Linked DNA regions of Mus musculus: region 2 is linked to region 1. The links are chromatin contacts, called in public Hi-C maps. All regions are on one chromosome and are shown on one strand. The core of a region is the stretch at or near the end of the contact, and the rest is flanking DNA. Distances in the headings are between cores, read along the strand shown.

What was found. Hi-C and Micro-C count contacts between places; a contact is called where the count stands out from the background.
Region 2: a contact with region 1 is called in a Hi-C map of liver, with 4 times the contacts expected there. The contact joins two enhancer-like sites. A contact is called at or near these places in 1 of 484 Hi-C or Micro-C datasets (liver), 1 of 115 datasets of contacts at active chromatin or transcription factors (embryonic stem cells) and 1 of 9 other capture datasets (embryonic stem cells).

What each region holds. Positions count from the first base shown.
Region 1 is chr4:62,020,892-62,024,869 of GRCm38.p6, forward strand. It overlaps a transcript of Mup20 not described here. Among named protein-coding and RNA genes, the nearest start is that of Mup20, 31 kb to the right of the region's middle. Within about 2 kb of position 2,425, at least 8 of the 459 cell types and tissues checked have an H3K27ac peak or open chromatin away from gene starts, as enhancers often do. A contact at or near this core is called in liver, where this site is marked.
Region 2 is chr4:62,172,795-62,176,498 of GRCm38.p6, forward strand. No RefSeq gene overlaps it. Among named protein-coding and RNA genes, the nearest start is that of Mup21, 24 kb to the left of the region's middle. Within about 2 kb of position 1,872, at least 2 of the 459 cell types and tissues checked have an H3K27ac peak or open chromatin away from gene starts, as enhancers often do. A contact at or near this core is called in liver, where this site is marked.

The DNA of each region.
Region 1 (3,978 bases), core at 1,175-3,674:
GCATTACAATCTGGATTGCCTACTCCATATAGAATTATTATGGATTTGGAAGTTTATGTTTTCCTTTGCATCCTGTAATTGTAAAGGGTTTGCTTCTAGTGAGCTTGTGATCATTGGAAAGTTTTGACTCTGGGTATGTCTAATAGCCTTACATTATGTAAACTAAAAATAATAATAAAATTTTTTTTAAAGATTTATTTATTCATTATATGTAAGTACACTGTAGCTGTCTTCAGACACTCCAGAAGAGGGCGTCAGATCCTGTTATGGATGGTTGTGAGCCACCATGTGGTTGCTGGGATTTGAACTCCTGACCTTTGGAAGAACAGTCGGGTGCTCTTACCCACTGAGCCATCTCACCAGCCCAATAATAAAAATTTTTGTCTGTGGTTCAATACAAGAACCTAGGACTTTAAATCTTTCAGTGTATATTGCTTATTATGTTATTTTATTACCTATTCCCTCTTAAGGGAAATTTAGTATAAACCTTTGCTCTTACACAATGAGCTTGAAGATTTTTGGAGTAATTGTTGCTCCAGAAAAGATTCAAAAAGCAATATCTTTTTCAATATTTGGGGCTTCAGTTATATCCTAGAAAAATTGTGGTACAGAAAATTCAAGAAAGAAAACATGATTTGCTTACTTCAAATTATTTTCTAAAGGTTCCAGGAGATGTCAATTGACTAAAACCTCACCTTAATCTCACCACAGGAGGATCTAAGCCTTTGTTAGATGTTATCCAGGGATATGCAAATTTACTGGTGAGAAACAAAAACCTTTCAGAAAGTAGAGGAAGCTTCTGTAATCAAGTGTTATCAATTTTAATCAATGGTAATCAAATGTTAACTGCTTATTTTAGTTAGTTACTGAATGAGCCAACAGCAATTCTTTGGTAAAGGAAGTATTTATGTGAAATCATCTTTCTTCATCTCCAAGTATAGTTTTAACATCCTTTTATGAAGCTGTCATGGTGTTAATAAAAAATAATGTAGGATAGAATCATGAAGGGAGTTTAGAAAAAAAGTCTTAAAAACCAGACAAGAAACCTATTCCTTGTTTCAAACAGAAATTAAATAGGTTTTTGAGGAATATTGATATTTGGCCTATTGCATAGTAAACTTTTAGGTAAGTTTATAATCATTATACAAAGATAAGTTAAAATTTGCTTCTATGCATGCTTTTTATTTCTTGAAAATTGATGTTTGCATCCTATAAAGAGTACATCTACTGTATTTATAAACAGCTCTTCTATAGGAGAGAAGTATATGTGATTGGATCACATGTATATTCTTTTGAGTTTCTTCCTACTTCAGCACAGATAATTAAATTCTGTGCTGTAGCCAGTGTTTTGAAATGTTGAAAAAGAAAAACCAACTTTTAATTTTTATACGGATAGCATATATATATATATATATATATATATATATATATATATATATATATACACACACACACACACATTGGCTCACAGTTGCTGAAATTGTTCCTTTCTTAGATACTGCTACTTCTCAAATTTTGCAACTGTTTATGCACATACAACTCAAGTTAAGAGAAAATACTGTTCCTTTAAAGGAGTGTCCCTGGACCTTTAAGAACTCATCCTGTACTGCCCGGACAAGACCCCTTAAGGCAATGGCACAGCAGATTTGTATCTTAGGAAAATTATAGGCCTTAAACAAGAACAATTGGTCATATAATCTCATTTTTTACATCATCAAAATAGTAATGGCTTGAGATAATAATTTGGTTTTTTTTAGAGAATGTTCATGTCAAATTATAAAGACTTGTTCTCAGAGACCTCAATTTCTATCTGTTCCAATGAATGGTGTTAAAATCTCGAGGACTTGTACTTAATCAATTATTGCAAAGGGACACTCATATTTCTGATCTTAGAAACATAAAATATGTATATGTGACTATTGACACATTTTCAGGCTTTCTAGTTGTAATTGCTTTAACAAGAAAAGGAACTAAAACTGTAATTAGAAATTGCCTACATTAACTTTTTTTATGCTTTGTGTTCCAAATCAGATCAAACAGAAAATGGGACGGGCTATTACAGTCAACCATTTGAGATGTTTTGTTAAAAATTTAATGTTACCCTTGTTACTGGGATTTTATATAATTCTCAAGGACAAGGCATTGTTGGACTTTAAAACAATATCTTCTTAAAAAACAAAAAAGCAGGATTATATCCTGGTGCACATTATTTAAATCATGCATTTTATTTTTAAAATTTAAAATTTTGGATGCCAAGGAACTCTTTGCTGCGTGTCAATAGCATCCTACAGCTAGGAATACTCATGCCTAGGTGAGATGGAAAGATCTACTTATTGGTATATGGCATGATCCTGATCAGGTATTTAGATGGGCAAGAGGGCATGTTTGTGTTTTTTCTGCAGAGTGTTTCAGGGTCATGCTTGCTGCCAGAGTGATTGGTGTGATATGACGACACAAAAGAATAATGCTGAGCTGTGAGCTTGCTGAGTGCCCTGACAGTGGTGACAGGAAAGCTGTATTGAGTGTATGTTCTTGACCTACCATTGCTTGCCTATGTCCCAGATATGAGATGCTAAGCTGCCTTTCTTCAAGCTTTGATACCTTGTGGGACAGAGAACATAGATACTGTCGAAACTGACTTAGAAAAATTAATCAAAATGAGGAGTTATAATTACTCTTCTCTTTCCTTTAATGTGACCAGTTATTCTGACTCAATGATGGACTGACTGATCTAGAAATAAATCCAATGTTGGATATTCCAATTACGAAGACAGCTAAAAAATCTTTATCAGCCAGCTTATCTAACTCTTACCACTATTGACCTGAGAAGTAACAGTTTTTTCTGTTGATTCTCAAAGCCACCTCCCCCACACTAGAAGGCCAGGCCCTGGGACTGATCTTTGCTAATTTGCAATTGAATTGAGTGTATGGGACATCCCCACAGAGGACTTTAATGCTTTTCTTTTTAACTTTTCACTTTGTATTTTAAGCAGGTTGGTTACTTCTAAACAGTTTCACCTTTAGCAAAGCTCAGATATGGCAGTTATTCATCACTATGAAGACATGCATTGAGCGCATATTGTGGCTTTGGGCTGAATGGGAGAAAGGTGTGTTATGCGTTCCAGTAGCCAAATACGGGCCACTGATGATTCTATGACTCTTATCAACCTAAGACAGAGGCATGTGACAAAAGGCCATGTTTGTATGTTATAAACACTAAAAGACCATGCTTGTGCAATTAAACACAAACAAACTGCACTTGTTCTCCAGGATGGGTCAGAAGAAGTATAGGCATTCAGACGTAAGCAGGCACAGCCACAAGCCACCATAATTCCCAGACAGGGACATGAAACATTAATAAATTTTATGCCCAAGTCAAGGTAATTTTTAATAAATAAAAAGGGAGGAACTGTCACTCCCTGCCCCCAGTTTTAAGCTGGATAAACAAGTCTATGACACTGGAGCCAGGCATCTGGTTCTGCTACATTTACATCTTCCTGCCAGAGAACTGAGAACTATTAGACCACTGAGCTGCTGAAGAGCCTATTTTGCAGCTCATTCCAGCTTAAACAAACAAAAGAACTCAGCCAAAACAAAGGGATGGGTCCGTGGTTTTTCCCATATGTATTCAGTGCCATACAATAAAGACTGATACTTGATCAGAGAACTTTGTCTTTGCTCATTATTTCTCTTGCCATCCTTCCTATCCAATCACATCTTTCCTTTTGAAAGTATAATGTAAAAACAAAATTTTAGGCCTTTAGGCCCAGGCTTGGGAATGTGACCTCTGTGACTTAATACTCAAAGGTATGCTAATTATAAAACAGAGACATTCCTCCACCCTCCTGCTTCCAGGGTTCAAAGAGTGTTCATTCAAAGAAAGTCACTCTTACCATTTCCGGAACCCACTATGCAAATGTGCTATTGTTAAGGGCTCTTAGAAACTGTCTTGAGAGATAACCAGAACAATTACCAGGT
Region 2 (3,704 bases), core at 622-3,121, 150 kb after region 1:
TTTATAATAGCCAGAAGCTGGAAAGAAGCCAGATGCCCCTCAACAGAGGAATGGATACAGAAAATGTGGTACATTTACACAATGGAGTACTACTCAGCTATTAAAAAGAATGAATTTATGAAATTCCTAGGCAAATGGATGGACCTGGAGGGCATCATCCTGAGTGAGGTAACCCAATCACAAAGGAACTCACACAATATGTACTCACTGATAAGTGGACATTAGCCCAAAACTTAGGATACCCAAGATATAAGATACAATTTGCCAAATGCATGAAACTCTAGAAGAATGAAGACCAAAGTGTGGACACTGTGCCCCTTCTTAAAATTGGGAAAAAACACCCATGGAAGGACCCAGATATAGCTGTCTCTTGAAAGACTATGCCAAGGCCTAGCAAACACAGAAGTGGATGCTCACAGTCAGCTATTGGATGAATCACAGGGCTCCCAATGGAGGAGCTAGAGAAAGTACCCAAGGAGGTAAAGGGACCTGCAACCCTATAGATGGAATAACATTATGAACTAACCAGTACCCCGGAGCTCTTGACCCTAGCTACATATGTATCAAAAGATGGCCTAGTCAGCCATCACTGGAAAGAGAGGCCCATTGGACACATAAACTTTATATGCCCCACTACAGGGGAATGCCAGGGCCAAAAAAATGAGAATGGGTGGGTAGGGAATTGGGGGGGAGGGTATGGGGGACTTTGGGATAGCATTGGAAATGTAATTGAGGAAAATATGTAATAAATAAAAAAAAAGAAGAGGGAAGACCAATGGGTGGATACTTCATTCTTCCTTAGAATAGGGAACAAAATACTCATGAAAGGAGTTACAGAGAAAGTTTGGAGCTAAGACGATAGGATGGACTATCCAGAGACTACCCCACCCGGGGATCCATCCCATAATCAGCCACCAAACCCATACACTATTGCATATGCCAGCAAGATTTTGCTGAACGGACCCTGGTATAGCTGTCTCATATGAGGCTATGCCAATGCTGGCAAATACAGATGTGGACACTCACAGTCATCTATAAGATGGAAGACAGGGCCCTCAATGGAGAAGCTAGAGCAGTAAGCAGCAGAATCAAGAAAGGAAAGTTATCCTGTGTTAGGCAGAAATGCTATGCCACAGTTTTGTTCATTCATGGGGGAGATGCACCCCAAAGAGAACAGCATCTCATCTCAAAAACCAGGGAGTCTGCCAAAGTAGTTAACAACTGGGACTGCAAGCTTTTCACACTCCTCACAACCAAGCAGTTTTTCTTCAAGGGGAAGACTCCAAGCTATACTAACTCTTGATGTGTGGCATTCCGATCTGCTATTGAACACAGATAGTCTTTTCCTAAGAGGTCTTGAGTCCTCTCCCCAATAGGTATCTCTCATAGGAACATTGCAATACAATGATATTTAATTCAGGGGAATCTGTAATCTGAGGCCAAGAACAATGTGTACTCACTACAATTGCTCAGAAAGTCATCACCCTGGGAGCACAGAGTTAGCATTCAGTCACTAATACTTGAACGAGGGAAAGCAGGATGACATGGGAGAGGGAGAGGCTGGAGAGATGACTCCTGGTTACGAGCACTTGCCTGTTCTTTCAGAGGACCTGGGTTAAATTCCCAAAACTGACATGGTGGCTCACAGGAATCCATAACTCTAGTTCCAGAGGGTCTGATACCCTATGTGTGCAGTGCATGCATGTGGTAAACAGACATACGCATAAGAAAAACACTCACACACATTAAATAATCTATTAAAATAGGAAAGAATTAACCAGTCCAATAGGAAGTGGGCAAAGGGCTGTCTAGGGTGTTGAGAGTGTACACATAAGCAAAGTCCATGGCAAATAGGAGCACAAATAGTTCAGAGAGCCAAAGGAAACCTTGACCAAATACAGTGACCACAGGAGTTACAAAGTGAGTCGAGGCTAGAAAGGGGGTTGTGTCAGTTTCCCAGGGTTGCCCTTATGAAATCAGGCAGTATGGGTGATTTCAACAGCAAAAATTGAACGTTCTCATTTCCGGCAGCTAGAACTCTGAGAGCAAGGTGTTCAATGGGGCTTGCTTCTTCTGAGATCTTTCTCATTGGTTGAATCATAGGCAGCTGCCTTCTGGGGTCTTCAGGAAGTATCCCCTCTGATCCAGCCTATATCCTAGTCTTTCCTTTTAAGGACACTGGTCATATCATCTTAGGGTTCACCCTAATGACCACATCTTACCATAATTACACCGAATCACACCATCAGGCACTGTGGTTCTAAAGCTTCCAATGTATATATTTTTAGTGGGCACAGCTCACCCCGTGTCAGCTCATGTGGGTCCAATAGGAGCTTCGGTAGTGGTCAGTTTACATGTAAATGGGAAGGAACTGAAACATTTTGGAACTACAGTAGGAACATGGGCAGAGGTGTGCATTCAAAGTTCATCTGGCTGCATTTAGAGAACAAATGACGATCGGAAGGCAAGGAAAGAAAGAAGGTGCTATCAGCAGTTCTCAACATGTAGGTTGTGACCCCACAGGGCATTATCAATTCTTGGGTCTTGACCCTCTGGAGGTCACATGTCCTATATTCTCCATATCAGATATTTACACTGAAATTCATAACAACTTCAAAATGACCTTTATGAAATAGTGAGGAAATTATTTTTTGGTTGGAGGTCACCACATCATAAAGAAGCTGTATTAGAGGATCATAGCATGGGGAAGGATGAGAACCTCTAGGCTAGTAGATCATGATGGAAGTGACTGGAACGTGCTGGCATGAGATCGTGTAAGCTTCTCTCAAGATATCTGGAATGAGAGAGACATGGATAGAGAAACTACATGGTGTTTTGAAAATGTGAACTTCCAAAACCAAAGTGGTATTTCCTGTATCTTTATATAGATAAATGTTAGAGACATTATGATTAATATCATGACCAAAAGCAACTTGAGGCTGAAAGGGTTTATTTTAGCTTACAATCTATTATGAAGGAAGCTGGGAGTGCAGGGAGGAAGGGGGGTGAGAACTCAGAGGGGGGAACTAAAGCAGAGGCCTTAGGGGAACGTTGCTTCCTGACTCATTCCCTGTGGATTGTGATCCTATCTTCATATATAACTTATTACCCCCTGCCCAGGGTGGTATTTCCATATGGAGTTGGGCCCTCCTGATTCAGTTTTATACAGGCATTTTCTCACTTAAGGGTGCCTCTTTCCATAGAACTCTAGCCTGTGTCAAGTTGAAACAAAAACAAAAATAAAAATAAATACCCAGGAAAGTTACTAATACTGGTAAAAAAAAAAAAAAAAAAAAAAAAAAAGACAAAAAAAACCCAAAAAACCTTAACCAAACAAAAACCAATTCTACATGATAAACAGTAAAAAATTATGCCTCTGCCCACTGTTTGGAAATCTGATCTCTATATCCATAGATACAAGTGGGTATGAAGGCATCTGATGTACTGTTGACTGATAGATGCAGATGCTGGATGCATGAGAGTTGCCCTATGATACACACATAAAGATGCTGTTTGAACTTTTGTGATGTAGGCACTTCTGGCTTCTGTCTTTCTTTTCTTCTTCCTTCATTACTCATAATTTCCCGTGTGTCATGTTGCAAATAGCTTTATATAAGGACTTCCCCCTTGACATGCATTGAATGGAACCATATATAACTGCATTTTATAGGTGTAAAATGACTGTGCTGGCAGTTGATACAGTT